Linked DNA regions of Mus musculus: region 1 is linked to region 2. Evidence: chromatin contacts called from public HiChIP or PLAC-seq data. All regions are on one chromosome and are shown on one strand. The core of a region is the stretch at or near the end of the contact, and the rest is flanking DNA. Distances in the headings are between cores, read along the strand shown.

Region 1 (5,189 bases), core at 808-3,307, 690 kb after region 2:
TAAGAAAGCAGCCCCCCAAAAATGTATTCTCTCTAAGAATTACTTTTTAACCCAGATTCAGTTTTTTAAAAACAATAACATTAAAAGAGAAATAAACAATTCAGGAAGAGGTAGAAAACTTATTACATTGATATTGAATTTTGAGTTATCCTACTCTTGTAAAATGCATGTTCTCAGATATAAGAAGAAAAGAACTGCAAATGGCTGAAAACGAAGAGGCTGTTTAGGTTGATGTTTCGACACGGTTGTGATTGCAGCTTAAAATTTAGTGTACAAGGTCTCCATCCTTTGAACATACACTTCCTCTGGGTTTACTTGACAGAGTGTTTGATATCACACATGTTGATAATGGAATTTTAAAACATTTAACGTGTATACTTCATGAGCCAAATCTTCCAAAACCCATTTAAGTTTTGACAGTTTGTGGGTTTATTATTTATTTTATTTGTTCTCTTAGTTCTTTATCTTTCTGAAATTTTGGATTTTAGAAGAATTGTGAAATTATGCATGCCAAATAATATTGTAAATATCTTGAAAGTGTTTAGGATGAGGCAATATTTTAATAGAACCAAGTGATACTATAGAATATGTTTATTTCTGAGTGCCATTTAGCCTATAACCTTTATTTCACAGTGTCCAGTTTTGACCTACTTAGGGAAAAGCTAGCATGCTTTTGCTGCCACCTACTTTCATTGAAAAATAAAAGGATAATGGAGAGCAAATAAAAAAATAAAACGAAATTAGAATATTTCCTTCAGAAGTTGAAAATGTACTCCTGTCAGGGCAGCACTTACGGTTCCAGTGGGGCTGGCAGCTTACTCAGGACAGCACACCAAATGACCTGTGTATTTAGAAAAGCCCTGTTACAGTGGCAGTGGCTGCAGGTTCCAGTGGGGCTGGAAGCTTACTCAGGACAGCACACGAAATGACCTATGTATTTAAAAAAGCCCTGTTACAGTGGCGGTGGCTGCAGGTCAATGTGAGTTTTGTTCTTTTTGAATTATTGACATTAATTTTTACTTAAAGATTAAAAATAAAGATCTTCAAGTATAACACCTGAATTTTTCAGAGACTAAGTAACTTTGAAGGCAGAAATGCAATGGCTCAGCAGTGATTCCTATCTATTTAATGATCAGAGAGAATGTTTAGTGTGATTATATTCTTAATTATGTAAGATCTCTCTCATACACACACACACACACACACACACACACACACACACGCACGCACGCATGCATGCATGCACATATGCTGTCTAGACTGCAAATAAATAAAGGTATAACTTAGTAAAACTTGAGTCTTTCTTATTCTACTCATTCACAGTGCAGTGTAAGTGTTGTAAGGATAGCCCTGTAGTTAGATTAGAATTCTCTTTCTGAAAATATTAAATGTCCAGAGTAGGCAATCTTGCATGCAGCATTCCTCCTAATCTCACCCAATATTGCATCGCTTTGCTTTCTTTGTACTTTATTGCCTGTAATTATTTAGTGTGTTCTCATTTTCTTCCGCTATCTGTCATTATTCCTCACAATCTGAGTTCAGGTCATCGTTTTTTATGATCTTAATGGGCTCAGTGGGTGGATTGTTTCAGGTAAGCACATTTGGATAACCAGGAGTTAATGGTTGTAGTCTAATAATAGTTAAAAGTACACATTAACAGTTCATTGTTATTTAGACCTCTGAGCTGCATGTTTTGTTTAAATAGGTGCAAATTCCATCCAGATGCTTATAAAAGTATTTATTGGTAATAGAATGGCCAATCAAAGCACATGGTTAGGTAGTGATGTCATGGTGTTATTTAATATTTTGTCCCAGAACAGCATGCAAGAGCCCTCAGAGTGATCCACATGTTTTCTGCCGCGGTTGTCCTGTTTGGCCCTACTTTGATCTACATGCTTCTTTTTAGCTGGATGCTGGTAAACGTCCTTCTGACAGCCCTCTCTGCTCTTGCGCCATTGTCTGCTGAGTTCAGAAACCAGAGCATCACTTCAAACAGGAGAGCTAGGGAGTAGCCAGTCAGAAGAGATTCCTGCGGCATGCACAGTTCTGGCATAATCATTCAAAGATGTTTGGGTAGGGGGGTGGGGTGGTAGAGAGGTGTATGAGAATACAGAGAGCTGTGGGGGTTGGCCTCTGGTCACTGGTAAATAAGTGAAGTCAGGTGCCAGAGAGTCTAGACACAGTGATTTCAGTCTTGGGTCTTTGGTATCTGATACTCAATATGGGACTTGTCTGATTGAGCACTGTAGCTTCTTCATTGCAGAGGCTGAGGGCCTTTCAGTGCTTTCCTGTTAGATTAGTAAAGGATGGAAATAGACAGTTAAAACAGAACAAATCTAGTTTTAATATTTCCTAGTTGTCAGTAATTACCTTGTGTTTGAAGTACCATGGGTAGCAATCAAATCAAGACAACTGCAGCAAGGCTTTTGGAGTTCGAATTAAGCTGGTTTTAAATGTGAGTGTTTTAAAATGAAGTGTTTTTATTGTGATGAAACAATGATTTTCTATTAGGATACATTTCATTCATTCTTAAATTTTCTCTCAGTTTTCAGAATGAGGTAATAGAGTTTTCAAGCCATACATTCTTTTAAAAACCTGATTCTTTCTACAAGAGATTTAGCAAGGAAAAAAAAATTTTAATCCATAGATTGTAAACATGTCACCTGTAATCTCATTTCTCAAAAGTAATCAAAGGCTAATTTGTACAATATATAGTTTGCCTTCTTAAAGCATTGCTTCAGTGGAATAGATTTTCATTATAAAAGTTTTGAAGATAGTAATAACCCATTTTGAATTATAGTGTGGAATACTGTTATATTAATCAATGGATAATCACCCACACTTTTTGCTAATTTATTTATTGTTAATTGGTTGACAGAAAATCTATTAAATATATAATAAATAGATTAAGATCATTTTATTTTTGGTGTAGAGTCTTTTATAGTATAACATAACTAAGTGTTAATGATCTTTTCCTCAGAGATTCCTTAGTGACACATCTGTGATTTGTGATCTGCCCTCTGGGGGGGGGGCATGATACAGGGCGGTGGTTCACCTGTCAGAGAGCCCCTGCACATAGGTTACTACCATGTTATTAGAATCGTGCATGACAATTGGAATTGAATAGTGTTCTTAATTTTGTTTTCAAACTATTTTTTGCTAAGAATGAAAATTATTGATTTTGACCTTGTTGGAGATATCTGAAGCTAACATGGACAGTAATTAAAACTGTAGTTTGCAAAATGGCTTCTAAAATACTTACTTTGATATATAAAAAAAAAAATTTAAAAAAAGAGGCTATGAATTTGAAAGAGAGTGTTTGGTGGGAAGTACATGGAAGGGATTAAAGGGAAAAAGAAATGAAAGCAATAATGCAATTATAATCTCAAAATTTAAAAAAATAATAAACCTGATTAATGAAAGTATGTGGTTCTAAAAGATATTATCCTAAAATATAACATGAAAACATTAAGGTTATATGTTTTAGACTATTTTATATGTTATAACTTTATTATATATATCTCATATAACATATTTTATCCTATCTTTACCTGTTATACGCAACATTGATTTACAAAAAATATCTTTACTTAATATACACTAATTTAACTTGTTGATTTCCCCATAATAAACGAATGTTTTCTGAATCATACAAATTTGCTCATTTCTGTTTTATGAATAGTGTCTCTCATAAAAAAAAATCTAAATTATGTATGGCTACTGGCTTAGAGTTGGGGAGATAGCTCAGTCAGTAAATGTCTGCCACATAATCACAAAGTCCCAATTTTGATTCCTAGAATCTGTATTTCAAAAGGAAATGGTGAGGGCGATGGCACCTGAGTGGGGAGGCCTGGACTGCTAACATTATACCTCCAATAAAGACATAAGCTTAGGCCTCTACTACAGCTTCCTCCTGAGTATCTCCACTTACCAGAGTCTTACTGGCAGCTTATATCCAACATATCAAACCAAAAGTATGATTTTTCCCTTTCTAGCTTCCAGTGTTCTTACTAGATGTTGGCAGCAGCATCCCTGTCATTGTGGGGCAGGGTCCCAGGAGTCCTCCTCAGCTCAGTTACTAAGTCCTCCCTTGATTCTCTCCCATAGATACATCGGAACTCACTCCTTTTATCTCTGCCCCAATTGCACAACATAGCAAGCTCAGGCAGTATTGTTTTAGTTGGGCGTTTTAGTTACGTTTTTTTATTATCTTTCTGTGTAATTTTAAATAAAATGTGACTCTAATCTCTGTACATCACAAAAGAATGTTTGTCCTGGTGTCCTTTTTGTCTGACACCTTTCCTCCTCAGAGACTTAGGATCTGTCTTTTCTTTCTCAACCTTCCTTTTCTGCAGTCGTGCCTGGCTTCCTTCAGTGCTTCAGAAGGACTGTGCTCCGTGCCGCTCTGTCACTTTTGTATGAGCTGTTTTCTTTACTTGGACTGCTCAGCTTCCAGGCAATAATTCTAACTCCTTAAAAGTGTTGAGGTGTTACTTGGTATTTTCTGGTATTTTCCACTCTTTGGAAATTTGTACTTCATACTTGCCACTTAGCTATTCACTACCCATTTACTCATTTTGCTTTTTTCACAGCTAAAGCCTTTGAGTCTATTATAAAATAAAGATTACCTTACTTCCAGAATATAATATAAGAGGATTCTTAATATATTCTGCTTCTGGGCTTCGTTTTGGTCTTCTGATTAAAATATGGCCTCTGTTTCTTGCTAGTTAATGAAGATGCTCTTTGAATGTTCAGATGAACGAATTGACTTGGAGCTGATTTCTTTCTGCATTAATCTTGCTGCTAACAAGAGAAATGTCCAGCTCATCTGTGAAGGTCAGTGAACAGAGCTTCATGGGTAGCCACTTTAACAAATGATAATTGGCATATAGTAAGGAGTAAATGATAAAAGTAAGAAAGAATACAATGTAAATATATAAATTCTCTTAAATAGTTTCTTTGGTATGATTATAATTTCTATGAGTCTAATAGGGTATCCTTTTCTGGTAGATACACTCCTTGGTAGTGTTTTATACACAAATCAGTTTACATTTATCTGAAAGGTAATGAAATATATGAATACAAGGTTATTGTTTCTATAGTATCCTGAAGAAATGATTATCATTTTTTGTGCCTACTGGACAGCTTTAACCTATTTCAGGAGTACGCGTTCATTATGAAAAATACAA
Region 2 (5,252 bases), core at 162-2,661:
TGGGAAACAGTTTTGATGAAGTACCGCGAGGTGAGAAAGGTCTGAGCATTTTCTGCTAGTGCTCCCAGGAGGTAAAAAAAAAAAAAAACACACACACACACACTGAAGACAAATGAGAACAATCTGATACATGTCTTTCATTAGGTTCTTCTAATGGCTGAATTTGCATGGCAGTGTGACCCCAGAATTCCATTACAACATACTTACCCCAGAGAAATGCATAAGATAAATATATGCATATATACACATATACACATATATATGTGTGTGTATATATATATATATATATATATATATATATATATATACTCTCTTTCTCTTGTCCTCTCTTTCTCTATATGTGTGTGTGTATGTATACATACATATACATATGTATCACAAACATGTTAAAAACAGGAAAATGGACAGACCAGAGGAGCTGCTTGCAGTGTTATTTTAATAATGACTTTCAATAATTACATTTATCACAGTCCTCCCTGAAGTCTTGTTGGAATCTGGTTTGATCAGAATCAATTTTGAAGCATCCGTGCTACTGTTTATTATTCCTAGCCTTTCTTTGCACATTAGTCCTGCTCTTCCTAGGGCTCTTTGCACCCTGAATCTCATTGTAACGTCTCCACATCATTCCTCTTTCTCTCTTAGGATGTTCTTTTGACTTCTTCTCCTTAAACACAGGTCTATACACTTCTCCTCCATCCACAGGTAGCGGATAACTCTCCACAAGATTCCAATGACAATATAGACTGGCAATCGGTTCTAATATTCACCTGTGATGATGTTTAACAGTTAGATTAGGCATAGTAAGTGATTAATTCAGACCATCAATGATAAAAGTAGAGTAATTATAATTCCAGGTAGAGCTCCTATGTCTCTAAGTACTGATTTCATCACTGGATACCTTGGCTTTGCTGTAACTCAGCTGCTTGCTAGCTTTCTGCAGATTGTTCAAATGCCTCTGACCAGCCACTGGCTTCTTGTCTCTCCTGCTTTTCTGTTGCCATCTTTCTAATGCCTAACTACACAGTTGGCAATCCTCAGGTCCAAATGTTTTCAGAAGTCTCTTCTTGCATAGTGAATGAGCTCAAGCTCCTGAACTAGCCCTTCAAGGTCACGATGTGGCGTCCACTTGACATTTTAACCCTATTTCCTAGTACTTTGCTATCTCTTAATCCTACATTCCAAACACATGAAACCAGCTGCCTTTTTTTTTCTTCTCATCCATTTCAACCCTACTGAAACCGCTCACACTTTGCTCCCTAACTTTCCCAACGGAATGATTCTCTCCATCTACAGACATACCCAGAGCTTTTCTTGACGCTCCCTGAGGGAACAGAGTGTTTCTCTTCTGTTTTAATTACTCCTGCATTTACCCTCTGCCCCCTCATCAGCTGCTTGCTCCTTGAGGAGAAGGCAGTCTCTATTTGATTTATCTTTGTGTCAGTCCCTCATAGTGCCTCATGGAGAGCCTTGAACAGAGCTGAAACTAAATGAACATTTGTTTACTTAACTAATGAAAGCCACATGGGAGAGAAATGTAAGTTAAATAGAAATACAGATATTTAGACCTAGGTCATTCTTTAGCACTTCTATTACTGCATGGTTAATGTTTTTCATGTGTGCTATTGCTGAACTCCTAATTTCCCCTTCTGCTACAGTCCTCTTTATACGAGTCATGTTCTCAAACACCAGCAAAGGATTCTTTTATTGTATGGGTTGTAGAGCACAGAGATAACGCTTGGTGGCCAGATAAGGATCAGCTTTAGAAATAGCACCAATATGGTGATATTGGTGAACATGTGTGTATGTACCCCCAGTGGCTTCTGTAAACTCCTTCACCCAGTTGGGAAGCTGTCTGTCCCAAGGCGGGCTTGCCTCAGAATACCGCTTCTGAATTTAAATCATATCGGGAAATCAGCATTGGGCTACATTCTCTTATTGCGTGCTCTTTTAATCTCAAATTCATAAACAGTTTCATAGGACAGCAGGCCGTCTGTAGTAGAGTCCAGCTGTTTTAGGATAAGGTGGGAGAAAATAGTGGACAAATACAGAGGTAGCATTGATCTTGGGTTCGAAAGATGTCAGAATGTAAGTCATTGGTTAAGGAAACTTAGCTAATTAAAATAACTGCACAATGGAGTACTACTCAGCTATTAAAAAGAATGAATTTATGAAATTCCTAGCCAAATGGATGGACCTGGAGGGCATCATCCTGAGTGAGGTAACACATTCACAAAGAAACTCACACAATATGTATTCACTGATAAGTGGATATTAGCCCCAAACCTAGGATACCCAAGATATAAGATATAATTTGCTAAACACATGAAACTCAAGGAGAATGAAGACTGAAGTGTGGACACTATGCCCCTCCTTAGATTTGGGAACAAAACACCCATGGAAGGAGTTACAGAGACGGAGTTTGGAGCTGAGATGAAAGGATGGACCATGTAGAGACTGCCATAGCCAGGGATCCACCCCATAATCAGCATCCAAACGCTGACACCATTGCATACACTAGCAAGATTTTATTGAAAGGACGCAGATGTAGCTGTCTCTTGTGAGACTATGCCGGGGCCCAGCAAACACAGAAGTGGATGCTCACAGTCAGCTAATGGATGGATCATAGGGCTCCCAATGGAGGAGCTAGAGAAAGTAGCCAAGGAGCTAAAGGGATCTGCAACCCTATAGGTGGAACAACATTATGAGCTAACCAGTACCCCGGAGCTCTTGACTCTAGCTGCATATATATCAAAAGATGGCCTAGTCGGCCATCACTGGAAAGAGAGGCCCATTGGACTTGCAAACTTTATATGCCCCAGTACAGGGGAATACCAGGGCCAAAAAGGGGGAGTGGGTGGGCAGGGGAGTGGGGGTGGGTGGATATGGGGGACTTTTGGTATAGCATTGGAAATGTAAATGAGTTAAATACCTAATAAAAAATGGAAAAAAAAATGAAAAAAAAAATAAAAAAATAAAAAAAATAAAATAACTGAGAGGGGAACCAGTCCTCTTTCTCCCCCATCCAGAGCTTGCTATCCTGGGAAAGAGTCTATATAAGGTGGTAGCCACAGCACATGTTCTCTCGTTCTCCCCTTAACTAGAGGAATAACTGTCTTCTGCCGTTCATACCTGTGCAGTGGCAGGCTAATGGGCACCCCCCCCCACACACACACACACACAGTGAAGGAAGAAGACAAATAAAATATGATTTAACTTATTTTAAATCACAATTAAACCATTACTCACATGTGCCAGGCTCTGAAATATGTAACTTATGTATGTGTTTGCATTGTCCTGTAACTACCTCATGAAACAGTATTAATGCCATATCATAGCCAATGCAACTAGGCTGTTCGAATTATATAACCAACAGCTTCCCTTTGGAAGAATTCATAATTTAGTGCATCGTATGGTAGCTGCTCCTCTCCTTCACACTTTACTAAGCTGACTCTAGCCTATCAAATTCTGATTTCTGTAGGCTAATGTACGAGAGGTCAAGGAAAAAAATTAGTGTTCTTCCTTACAGCTCCCAGGTTTCTCCTCATTCTTTTTTTTTTTTTCTTCATATTTTGGGAGTCCTGTGTATTCTGTTGTATAACTACCCTATCTCCTAGGGATACCTGAGGCAGAATTGCTGATTCTTTTATCACCTTGATATCATCTATTGTAAACACTGTAACCTGCCACAACTTAGCAAACACACTTATCACCAGAGCCATAACTAATTCAGGGAGAGTGGTAGCTCTCTTTCAGAAGAAACTTGGAGGGTTCCTGTGTCAGGTTGTCTCTGGTGGCTTGTGACTGATTCCCGATCCCAACCGCCACACTGGGATTCATTTTATGGCCTCATATATTCAGGCCTTCCCCCTCTTTGGTGCTGAAGTGATCATGACATTATTGTCAGAGGAATCTAGGTTGCTTAATTGAACTCATTCCTGCAGCATGCAAAATAGCCTCAGTTTGAATGATTGTGCTCTTCTATTTGGTATAAGATGTTGCTGTCATGAACGTTGCTAGATATCATAAAATCTGAGCTATGACTTTGTAGTCATTCAAAGCAAGACTGTGCTTCCAACACCACTCCTGGCCTTCCATCTGCCTTGTCTCCCAGGCTCATTATCCAGTTGTAGCATCATGACATGGTTTTGAAGAGGCCTTAATAGCTGTGGCTCTGGTCACTGTCTTAATGACTTACTTATGAGCTGGATACTTTACTTGATTTCTCAAAAATCCCCATTTCTCGTGGACTAAATAAGCATAATAGTGGATTTGTGATGATTAAATTGGATAATATGGTGCTAAAGGAAGTACATGTCATACAGTTGGTGTTTAGTACTAGCAATTATTATCATATCATGGTTTCCTCACACAACAGACAACTGAGGTTCCAGACAGAATAAAGATAGGAAGCAGAGCAAGCCAAGGGTAACAGCATGACTACAGTGGGGGAAATAATTTCTTGCCATATTTCTTGCCAAATATTACTCTTAAGTGCCTACAGATTTTGGATTTATAGACAAAGCTTCAGTTACTTACAATTTACAATCAATACATATGCATTACACTGGGCTAAGGGAGCTAAGGAAGTTGCTCAATCAAAAGTTGCTAGCATGGGGACTTGAATAAAGTTCCCTGGACCTGTGGGAAAAGGCAGGTGTGATGGTGTATGCTTCTGATCTTAGCACTAAGGACTGAGAACAGGTAAGTCCTTGGTACTTCTGAACACACTGCTTAACACACATTGAGCTTCAGGTTCTAGCAGCAGTCTTTGTTTAACAACAACAACAACAACAACATGGATTAACAACAACAACAACATGGATTGCCATCATGGGGAACTACAGTGAAGGTGTGTTTGTCCTCCAGACAAACACCAAAAAGTTGTGTTTGTTCTCCAGAATGGGTAAGAAGGAGCAATATAGACACAGGTCTAAGACAGACATGGCTGCCTGGCCACTCTATTCCCTAGACAGGATCATGGAAAACAAGTAAATCTTGCGCCCCTGTTCAGCTCATCTTTAAAAAACAAAAAAGGAGGAATTGTGTCCTTTTCCCAGCTTAGAGTAGGTTAAACAACCCACCCCTCACCCCCCATGGTTTCCAACCTGGCTGGAATCTTTGCCTGGCCTTGCTGCATTTGCAATTCCCTACCAGATCTCTGAGGAGTTGACCACATGCTGAGTTTGCTTTGCAACTCAATCCAGCTGAAACAAAAGGATGGGTCTGTGGGGTTTGCCTATATAAACGCAGAG

What was found. HiChIP or PLAC-seq counts read pairs in DNA pulled down with a chosen protein or histone mark.
Region 1: an H3K4me3 HiChIP or PLAC-seq map of craniofacial prominence shows a contact between it and region 2, with 5 times the contacts expected there. The contact joins two enhancer-like sites. A contact is called at or near these places in 3 of 15 datasets of contacts at CTCF or cohesin (large pre-B cells, liver and stem cell-derived epiblast-like cells), 45 of 484 Hi-C or Micro-C datasets (3T3-L1-derived adipocytes, the AML12 cell line, the F1.1 cell line and 27 more), 6 of 115 datasets of contacts at active chromatin or transcription factors (astrocytes, craniofacial prominence, embryonic basal ganglia and 3 more) and 1 of 9 other capture datasets (embryonic stem cells).

The regions. Positions count from the first base shown.
Region 1 is chr1:163,851,309-163,856,497 of GRCm38.p6, forward strand. It overlaps Kifap3 (kinesin-associated protein 3), which reads left to right. Exons shown (of 20, transcript NM_001305643.1): 12 at 4,728-4,836. Among named protein-coding and RNA genes, the nearest start is that of Kifap3, 74 kb to the left of the region's middle. Within about 2 kb of position 2,058, at least 16 of the 459 cell types and tissues checked have an H3K27ac peak or open chromatin away from gene starts, as enhancers often do. A contact at or near this core is called in craniofacial prominence, where this site is marked.
Region 2 is chr1:163,158,695-163,163,946 of GRCm38.p6, forward strand. No RefSeq gene overlaps it. Among named protein-coding and RNA genes, the nearest start is that of Gm22434, 43 kb to the left of the region's middle. Within about 2 kb of position 1,412, at least 4 of the 459 cell types and tissues checked have an H3K27ac peak or open chromatin away from gene starts, as enhancers often do. A contact at or near this core is called in craniofacial prominence, where this site is marked.